2 separate regions of the Mus musculus genome follow, and region 1 is linked to region 2. Evidence: chromatin contacts called from public HiChIP or PLAC-seq data. All regions are on one chromosome and are shown on one strand. The core of a region is the stretch at or near the end of the contact, and the rest is flanking DNA. Distances in the headings are between cores, read along the strand shown.

The links. HiChIP or PLAC-seq counts read pairs in DNA pulled down with a chosen protein or histone mark.
Region 1: a contact with region 2 is called in an H3K4me3 HiChIP or PLAC-seq map of forebrain, with 6 times the contacts expected there. The contact joins the enhancer-like site here to the promoter of Dhcr7 in region 2. A contact is called at or near these places in 2 of 39 promoter capture datasets (the 3T3-L1 cell line and embryonic stem cells), 1 of 15 datasets of contacts at CTCF or cohesin (the NIH/3T3 cell line), 16 of 484 Hi-C or Micro-C datasets (the C2C12 cell line, the N1E-115 cell line, cardiomyocytes and 11 more), 15 of 115 datasets of contacts at active chromatin or transcription factors (the NIH/3T3 cell line, astrocytes, differentiating embryonic stem cells and 8 more) and 1 of 9 other capture datasets (adipose tissue).

The regions. Positions count from the first base shown.
Region 1 is chr7:144,409,795-144,413,656 of GRCm38.p6, forward strand. Shank2 (SH3 and multiple ankyrin repeat domains 2) reads left to right here. Exons shown (of 16, transcript NM_001113373.3): 15 at 1-2,074. Among named protein-coding and RNA genes, the nearest start is that of Gm14372, 4.8 kb to the left of the region's middle. Within about 2 kb of position 2,572, at least 18 of the 459 cell types and tissues checked have an H3K27ac peak or open chromatin away from gene starts, as enhancers often do. A contact at or near this core is called in embryonic forebrain and forebrain, where this site is marked.
Region 2 is chr7:143,821,451-143,825,416 of GRCm38.p6, forward strand. It overlaps Dhcr7 (7-dehydrocholesterol reductase), which reads left to right and starts at 1,717. Exons shown (of 9, transcript NM_007856.2): 1 at 1,717-2,090. It overlaps Nadsyn1 (NAD synthetase 1), which reads right to left and starts at 1,402. Exons shown (of 21, transcript NM_030221.2): 1 at 1,209-1,402. The coding sequence starts at 1,293.

The DNA of each region.
Region 1 (3,862 bases), core at 1,322-3,821, 590 kb after region 2:
GCCGCAGCCCCGCCCCACAGGCCGCCTTCCGCACCAAGCGGGGACAGATGCCTGAGAACCCGTACTCAGAGGTGGGAAAGATAGCCAGCAAGGCCGTCTATGTCCCTGCCAAGCCAGCCAGGCGGAAGGGCGTGCTGGTAAAGCAGTCCAACGTGGAGGATAGCCCCGAGAAGACGTGCTCCATACCCATCCCAACCATCATCGTCAAGGAACCCTCCACCAGCAGCAGCGGCAAGAGCAGCCAGGGGAGCAGCATGGAGATTGACCCCCAGGCCACCGAGCCCGGCCAGCTGCGGCCAGATGACAGCCTCACCGTCAGCAGCCCCTTTGCTGCGGCCATCGCTGGGGCTGTGCGTGACCGGGAGAAGCGTCTGGAAGCCAGGAGGAATTCCCCAGCCTTCCTCTCCACCGACCTGGGAGATGAGGACGTGGGTCTGGGGCCGCCTGCTCCCCGGATGCAGGCCTCCAAGTTCCCAGAGGAGGGTGGGTTTGGTGACGAGGATGAGACGGAACAACCGCTGTTGCCTACCCCCGGGGCAGCACCCAGGGAGCTGGAGAATCACTTCCTAGGTGGTGGTGAGGCTGGTGCTCAGGGGGAGGCTGGGGGACCCCTGAGTTCCACATCCAAAGCCAAGGGGCCTGAGAGTGGCCCAGCAGCCCCCCTCAAGAGCAGCAGCCCAGCCGGCCCTGAGAATTACGTGCACCCACTCACAGGGCGGCTGCTTGACCCCAGCTCCCCACTGGCCCTGGCACTCTCAGCCAGGGACCGAGCCATGCAGGAGTCCCAGCAGGGGCACAAAGGAGAGGCCCCCAAGGCTGACCTTAACAAGCCTCTCTACATCGATACCAAAATGCGGCCCAGCGTGGAGTCCGGCTTTCCTCCAGTCACCAGACAGAACACCAGGGGTCCCCTGCGACGGCAAGAGACAGAGAACAAGTACGAGACAGACCTGGGCAAGGACCGGAGGGCGGACGACAAGAAGAACATGCTGATCAACATCGTGGACACTGCCCAGCAGAAGTCAGCTGGCCTACTGATGGTGCACACAGTGGACGTCCCCATGGCCGGGCCACCCCTGGAGGAAGAGGAGGACAGAGAGGATGGGGATACAAAGCCAGACCACTCACCCTCCACAGTGCCAGAAGGCGTTCCCAAAACCGAAGGTGCTTTACAGATCTCCGCTGCCCCGGAGCCCGCCGTCGCGCCCGGCAGGACCATCGTGGCGGCGGGCTCCGTGGAAGAGGCGGTGATTCTGCCATTCCGCATCCCCCCTCCCCCTCTGGCATCCGTGGACTTGGATGAGGACTTTCTTTTCACAGAACCGTTGCCTCCCCCCCTGGAATTCGCCAATAGTTTTGATATCCCCGATGACCGGGCAGCTTCAGTTCCCGCTCTGGCTGACCTGGTCAAGCAGAAGAAAAACGACACCTCTCAGCCCCCTACGTTGAACTCCAGCCAACCAGCCAACTCCACAGACAGTAAGAAGCCAGCCGGTATCTCGAACTGTCTGCCCTCCTCGTTCCTGCCACCCCCCGAAAGTTTCGATGCAGTCACCGACTCGGGGATTGAGGAGGTGGACAGCCGGAGTAGCAGCGACCACCACCTGGAGACTACCAGCACCATCTCCACGGTGTCCAGCATCTCCACGCTGTCCTCAGAGGGCGGCGAGAGCATGGACACCTGCACAGTCTATGCAGACGGGCAAGCCTTTGTGGTTGACAAGCCCCCAGTACCTCCAAAGCCAAAAATGAAGCCCATCGTTCACAAGAGCAACGCACTTTACCAAGACACGCTCCCAGAAGAGGACACGGATGGCTTTGTGATCCCCCCACCTGCACCCCCGCCCCCGCCGGGCAGCGCCCAGGCCGGTGTGGCGAAGGTCATCCAGCCAAGGACCTCCAAGTTGTGGGGTGACGTTCCAGAGGTCAAAAGCCCAATTCTCTCAGGCCCAAAGGCAAATGTCATTAGTGAGCTAAACTCCATTCTGCAGCAGATGAACAGGGGGAAATCGGTCAAGCCCGGGGAAGGGCTGGAGCTGCCGGTGGGAGCCAAGTCGGCCAACCTCGCTCCAAGGTAAGTTCCCAATCAGCTTGGGGAATGTGTGGTCCAGTGCTGGCCAAAAGAAACCATTGGGGAGCCACCTATGCAGCCGAGAAGAGGGGACCTGCATGGCCTCTGCCACACCCATTAGGCTATAACCATGTTGCCACCATCCTCCTGTCACCGGACTACGGCAGAGCCAAGGCCATGGCTGCCATGCAGCCTATGACACACCTTCCTAAAGACACATAAAGGAACCAGATTGCACGGGACCAGGCCCACGGTCGCTTCCAGAAGGAAGCTTTGGTCTCTGCTCCGTTTCCTCTGGCCCTTTGCCAGGACTACCTCAAAGGCAGGCAGAGCTCCATTAAAACCCAAACTGGTCAGCAGAGGTGGCCAGTGTCTGAACATGGGTGTACCATTCCCTCTCCCTTAATCCCCCTTGGGGTTGAGGATTTGGAAGGAGCTGGGTCATTGCTCTGGATGAACACCTGCCCCTCTGCTGCATCACCCCACCCAGGGGCAGACGTCACAAAGAAATCACTGCCAGCTGCGCCCGATGGGCCGTTTCCAGCCTCACGTAGGGCTTAACAAGCTACCTTCATTGGGATGGGGGGGGGGGTAGAATAAACACATTCTTCCTAAGTCCAAACAGAAGGTTCTAGAACAGCCCCCTGTGTGGTTTCAGGATGGTACTCGGCAGCCTTGCAGGCCCCACCCTCACTCATGGCCTTTCTGTTTTTGTTCCTTGTGTGATGTACACTCGTGCTGTCTTTCCGCTTCCGTGTGTGTAGTGCTCAGCCTCTCTGGCTGACAGTTGAGCTCAGGTTTCATCGGTTTGACTAATGAAGTCTTTCTTTATTCTCCCGCTGGGCAGGCATCTGATTCAAACAACCGAGCCCATTAATCAGGGACATCACACTGCATCTGAGTCTTGAGGTTTGGGCTGTGAGCCACAATTCTTCCTGTTACCTTTTGGTGTGGTTGTAAATGGAGGACTTGGACGGCTCCTTAACTCCTTTGAGAAATACTGATTGGCGGCTGTTGTAAAGAAGTGTGCGGATGCCACCGCTTGGTAATGGGAAACCTGCTACAGGTGGTGTGCAGAAGCAAGCTCCCGTGGCTCCCTGCTAGCTTGGGCGGGCCTGCAGAAACCCTCCACTCTGGTGGGTGGGAGGTGGGGTAACCACACACCTGCATATTTTAAACATGTCCAGGAGTCTCACAGCAACCTTGGAATATGCTTGGTTCATATTTTTCCTCTATAGAGTCTTTTATGCCACAGCCTCTTGTGAAAGTAATATTTGCAAGCCCTTGGGGTGGCGTCCCTCACGACTGGGCAGCATGATCCTGTGTGTTAAGTCCATTCTTCAGAGAGGCCGAGCAGGTATTGCAGCCTCTCTCTAAAAGTGAGGTTACAATAGCTGCCCAGTCTTCAACAGGAGAAAAGCTGAGGTGGCCGCTGGCATTGGGAAGGTGCGGGGGGGGGGGGGGGGGTTGCAGGGGAATTCTGAATCGCAGCAGATGACCCTTGCTGCCTTTCTTTTTCTGGTTAGACAATGTCTGGTGGCTCCCAGGAGAGGGAAGGAGACTTACCCTCCACTGGGGGCTGGGACTATTGTCTTTCCCTACTCCAGGTAGGTGCCAGATGTGGGCTGGGTGCTCAGAGAGAGCATCACTAGCACTCAAAAACTGGCTCCACCCAGCCAGTCTATTCCTGGCGCAGACCTCTCAGAGCAAGGACTTTAGCCAACGCCTACAAAGGACCAACAAACATTGGCCATTCTGTCACATAGGTACCAGCAACGTGGCCATCAACCA
Region 2 (3,966 bases), core at 467-2,966:
TTAATGGATAATCATTAAGCAGACACCCAAATTGGCTATAAGGAAAAGCTGTAGACAGGATGTGAAGGCTTCCATCCCTAGGTTGGTGTCAGCATCCAGCACCCAGGTTGAGAGCTGCTGCCAACATGCAGGCAAGGCAGCCCATCTTCACCGCAAAGACATAGACTCTGACCACAAAATCAGGTCAAAAATTACTTTAAAAAATAAAAACGCCTGGGCTAGCCAGATGTCTCCGTAGGTAAAGTCACTCGTTGGTAAGCCTGACAAGTCTGAGTTCACTTAGACCAGTGGTTCTCAACCATCCTAATACCATGGCCCTTCAATACAGCTCCTCATGTTGTGGTGACCGTCTGCCCCCTCCCCCAACTAATTTTGCTGTTATAAACCATAATGTAAATATCTGAGAGGCTCGATATCTGATATTTGACCCTTGCCCAAGAGTCATTTGGCCCTCACAGGGGTTGTGGCTCACAGGTTGAGAACTGCTCACTCAGACCCACAAGGTGGAAGAGGACAGCTGACTCCTGCAGGTTGTCCTCTGACCTCCACATGCACATTATGGCGTGCATATGTACATGAAATAAATAATACATTTGGGTTTTTCTTGTTGTTTTGCTTGTTTCTTGTTTTTCCTATTTAGCCTTCCTGCAGAGGCTTCCAGCACGGATAACCTGAGGTGAGCAGTCTGCAGCTGGGCACAGAGTATCCCCAGTTCTATCTTCTGGGGGCAATGATGAGCTGACCTGAATGTCAACAATACAGGTATATGGAACGCCAACACCCTTCTCTGACCTGAGACCTCTTCTGGCTTCAGTATGCCTTCTCCCAATGCCAATCCATGAGGAATGTCCTCAGGAGCCCTAGAACACGGATCTCTAGTCTTTGCAAACGCCTAGATCTCAATGAAACAGTTCCAAGAATGCGCAGCCCTGCCCCAGGTAACCTTAGAGAGACCCACCAGATCCTAGAGGATGGATGAGGGCAGTGTCTGCCTGGCTGGCAGGGCACTCCTATTTCCACTCTTGCCTTGCTTCCTCACATGTCCCCCAAATTAGGAAGTCGCCCTGAAAGCTCACCAAGCATTACCCTTCTATCTGTTCCCACGCCCAGCGCTGTGAGTCTCTCCTGGGCAAAGCTGGCCTGGACTGCCATGTCCTACCCATTGTGGACTTTGACTTCTTCCTGTCTCCCGCCACCCCAAAACTCACTCTTTAAAATCCTCTGGAAATTGCCCTCAAAGTCCAGGGCCCACTGATTGAGTGCACAGGTGGCCACGGTCACTTTCCGGCCCATGCTGGTTACAGGTTCCAGGCTGGGACGGTGTAATAACGGAGACCACAGGGAAGATACTAGCCGGACTGTCCGGTCTACGCCTGCGTAGCTTGGTTTCCTAGAGGCCCCTCCCCACGGCTCGCCATAGCCCCGCCCCTCTGCCGTCATAGCCCAGCTTCTGCACCGCCTCCAGAACTGCGCCGGCGCAGACCGTGTCTTACCCGGAAGCCCCGTCCTTTCGCCCTCCACAGCCACACCCCTTCTCACTTTCGCAGTGCGCGCCCTTCCGTGAGACCCCGCCCCCGCGGAGATCCTGCACAAAGCGCACCCTTTAAAGTAGGGCCCTAAGGAGCGCCTGCGCAGTAAGGTTGTCTCAGCGTCCCGCTGTTGCCCAAGGTCAGAGCGTCCTGGATCATTTCCTTTGCCATCTGAGCGACTTTTGATAGGTCATGAAAGGCTTGTTTTCTGCCACCAAAAGTAATGTCAGGTTTGCTTTCTGTCGCTGTGATGAACACGTGGCAAAAAGCAGCTGGGGAGGAAAAGGGCTCACTTCACCTTATAGCTCATAGTCTGTAATGAAGGGAAGTTGAGGCAGGAACTGAAGCAGAGACCAAAGAGGACTTCTGCCCACTGGCTTGCTTGAAGGCTTACTCAGCCTGTTTTTTTTTTTTTTTTGCACCACTGAGGACCACCAGCCAGGGGTAGCGCCACCCACAGTGGGCCAAGGCCGTCACATCAATCATCGGTTATGAAAATGCTCCACAGACAAGCACAGGCCAGTCTGATGGAAGGGATCTCTCAAAGTTTCCACTTCGCAGGTGTGTTCAGTTAATTTGTGTCAATTTTGTCAGTAGGAGCTCACAGAGAGCTCACAGAGGGAATGGGTGTGTCCTGCTTCTTTGGCTCACAGCAGTCTGGATTCCCTGTGCATCAACCTGAGCCCTTTCTCATTCCTGTCCCTTTTGCGTTTGGGTAACACCAATCAAAGTAGATACAACTTTTTTTTTCCATTTTTTATTAGGTATTTAGCTCATTTACATTTCCAATGCTATACCAAAAGTCCCCCATACCCACCCACCCCCAATCCCCTACCCACCCACTCCCCCTTTTTGGCCCTGGCGTTCCCCTGTACTGGGGCATATAAAGCTTGCGTGTCCAATGGGCCTCTCTTTCCAGTGATGGCCGACTAGGCCATCTTTTGATACATATGCAGCTAGAGTCAAGAGCTCCGGGGTACTGGTTAGTTCATAATGTTGTTCCGCCTATAGGGTTGCAGATCCCTTTAGCTCCTTGGCTACTTTCTCTAGCTCCTCCATTGGGAGCCCTGTGATCCATCCATTAGCTGACTGTGAGCATCCACTTCTGTGTTTGCTAGGCCCCGGCATAGTCTCACAAGAGACAGCTACATCTGGGTCCTTTCGATAAAATCTTGCTAGTGTATTGTAGTGGCTATTCCTGGTTGTCAACTTGACAATATTTGGAATGAACTACAATTCGGAATTGGAAGGCTCACCAGTGACCCTTATCTGGAGGCTTGGAGATCCTTATCTGGATCTTGGTTTGAAGATCTTGAGCCATAGTGGCTATGGATTCCAGAAGATTTAATCTCCGAGTTAAGGAACACACCTTTAATCTGGGCTATGCCTTTCATTTGGGATTAAAGGTGTGGTGGAACACACCTTTAATCTGGGCTACACCTTTTGCTGGAGACAATATAAGGACATTGGAAGAAGGGAGTCTAGCTCTTGCTCTTGCTCCTTTGCCTGCTTGCTGCGTGAGACTGAGTAACTGCTAGATCCTTGGACTTCCATTCACAGCTGCGACTGAACAATTGTTGGGAATTCGGCTGCCGACTGTAAGTCATCAATAAATTCCTTTACTATTTAGAGATTATCCATAAGTTCTGTGACTCTAGAGAACCCTGACTAATACATGTATGCAATGGTGTCAGCCACTATGTTCATAGCAGCCTTATTTATAATAGCCAGAAGCTGGAAAGAACCCAGATGCCCCTCAACAGAGGAATGGATACAGAAAATGTGGTACATCTACACAATGGAGTACTACTCAGCTATTAAAAAGAATGAATTTATGAAATTTCTAGCCAAATGGATGGACCTGGAGGGCATCATCCTGAGTGAGGTAACACATTCACAAAGGAACTCACACAATATGTACTCACTGATAAGTGGATATTAGCCCAAAACCTAGGATACCCAAGATATAAGATACAATTTCCTAAACACATGAAACTCAAGAAAAATGAAGACTGAAGTGTGGACACTATGCCCCTCCTTAGAAGTGGGAACAAAACACCCTTGGAAGGAGTTACAGAGACAAAGTTTGGAGCTGAGATGAAAGGATGGTCCATGTAGAGACTTCCATATCTAGATACAACTTCTTTAGGTCTAGTTCCTCCTCAGCCATTTTTCCTCAGGCCCAGGGATTCAGGCCTCACTTCCTCCCTCAGAGGAAAGCCAATCTAGACCCTTCAGGCTGCGTCAAGAATGAAGTTCTTAGAATGTGTCTTGATAGATGGGCTACAGCGTCTGCTAGACACCTGTAAAAAGAAGGGCCAGCGTGTGAGTGACACAGCTCTGAGGGGAAAGTTTTCCCCAGTGTAAGTACTGCAGCTCTGTGGGAGTTTTCCTGGCAGTAGGAAGCCAAGGAATACTACAATTCACAGTGCATAGC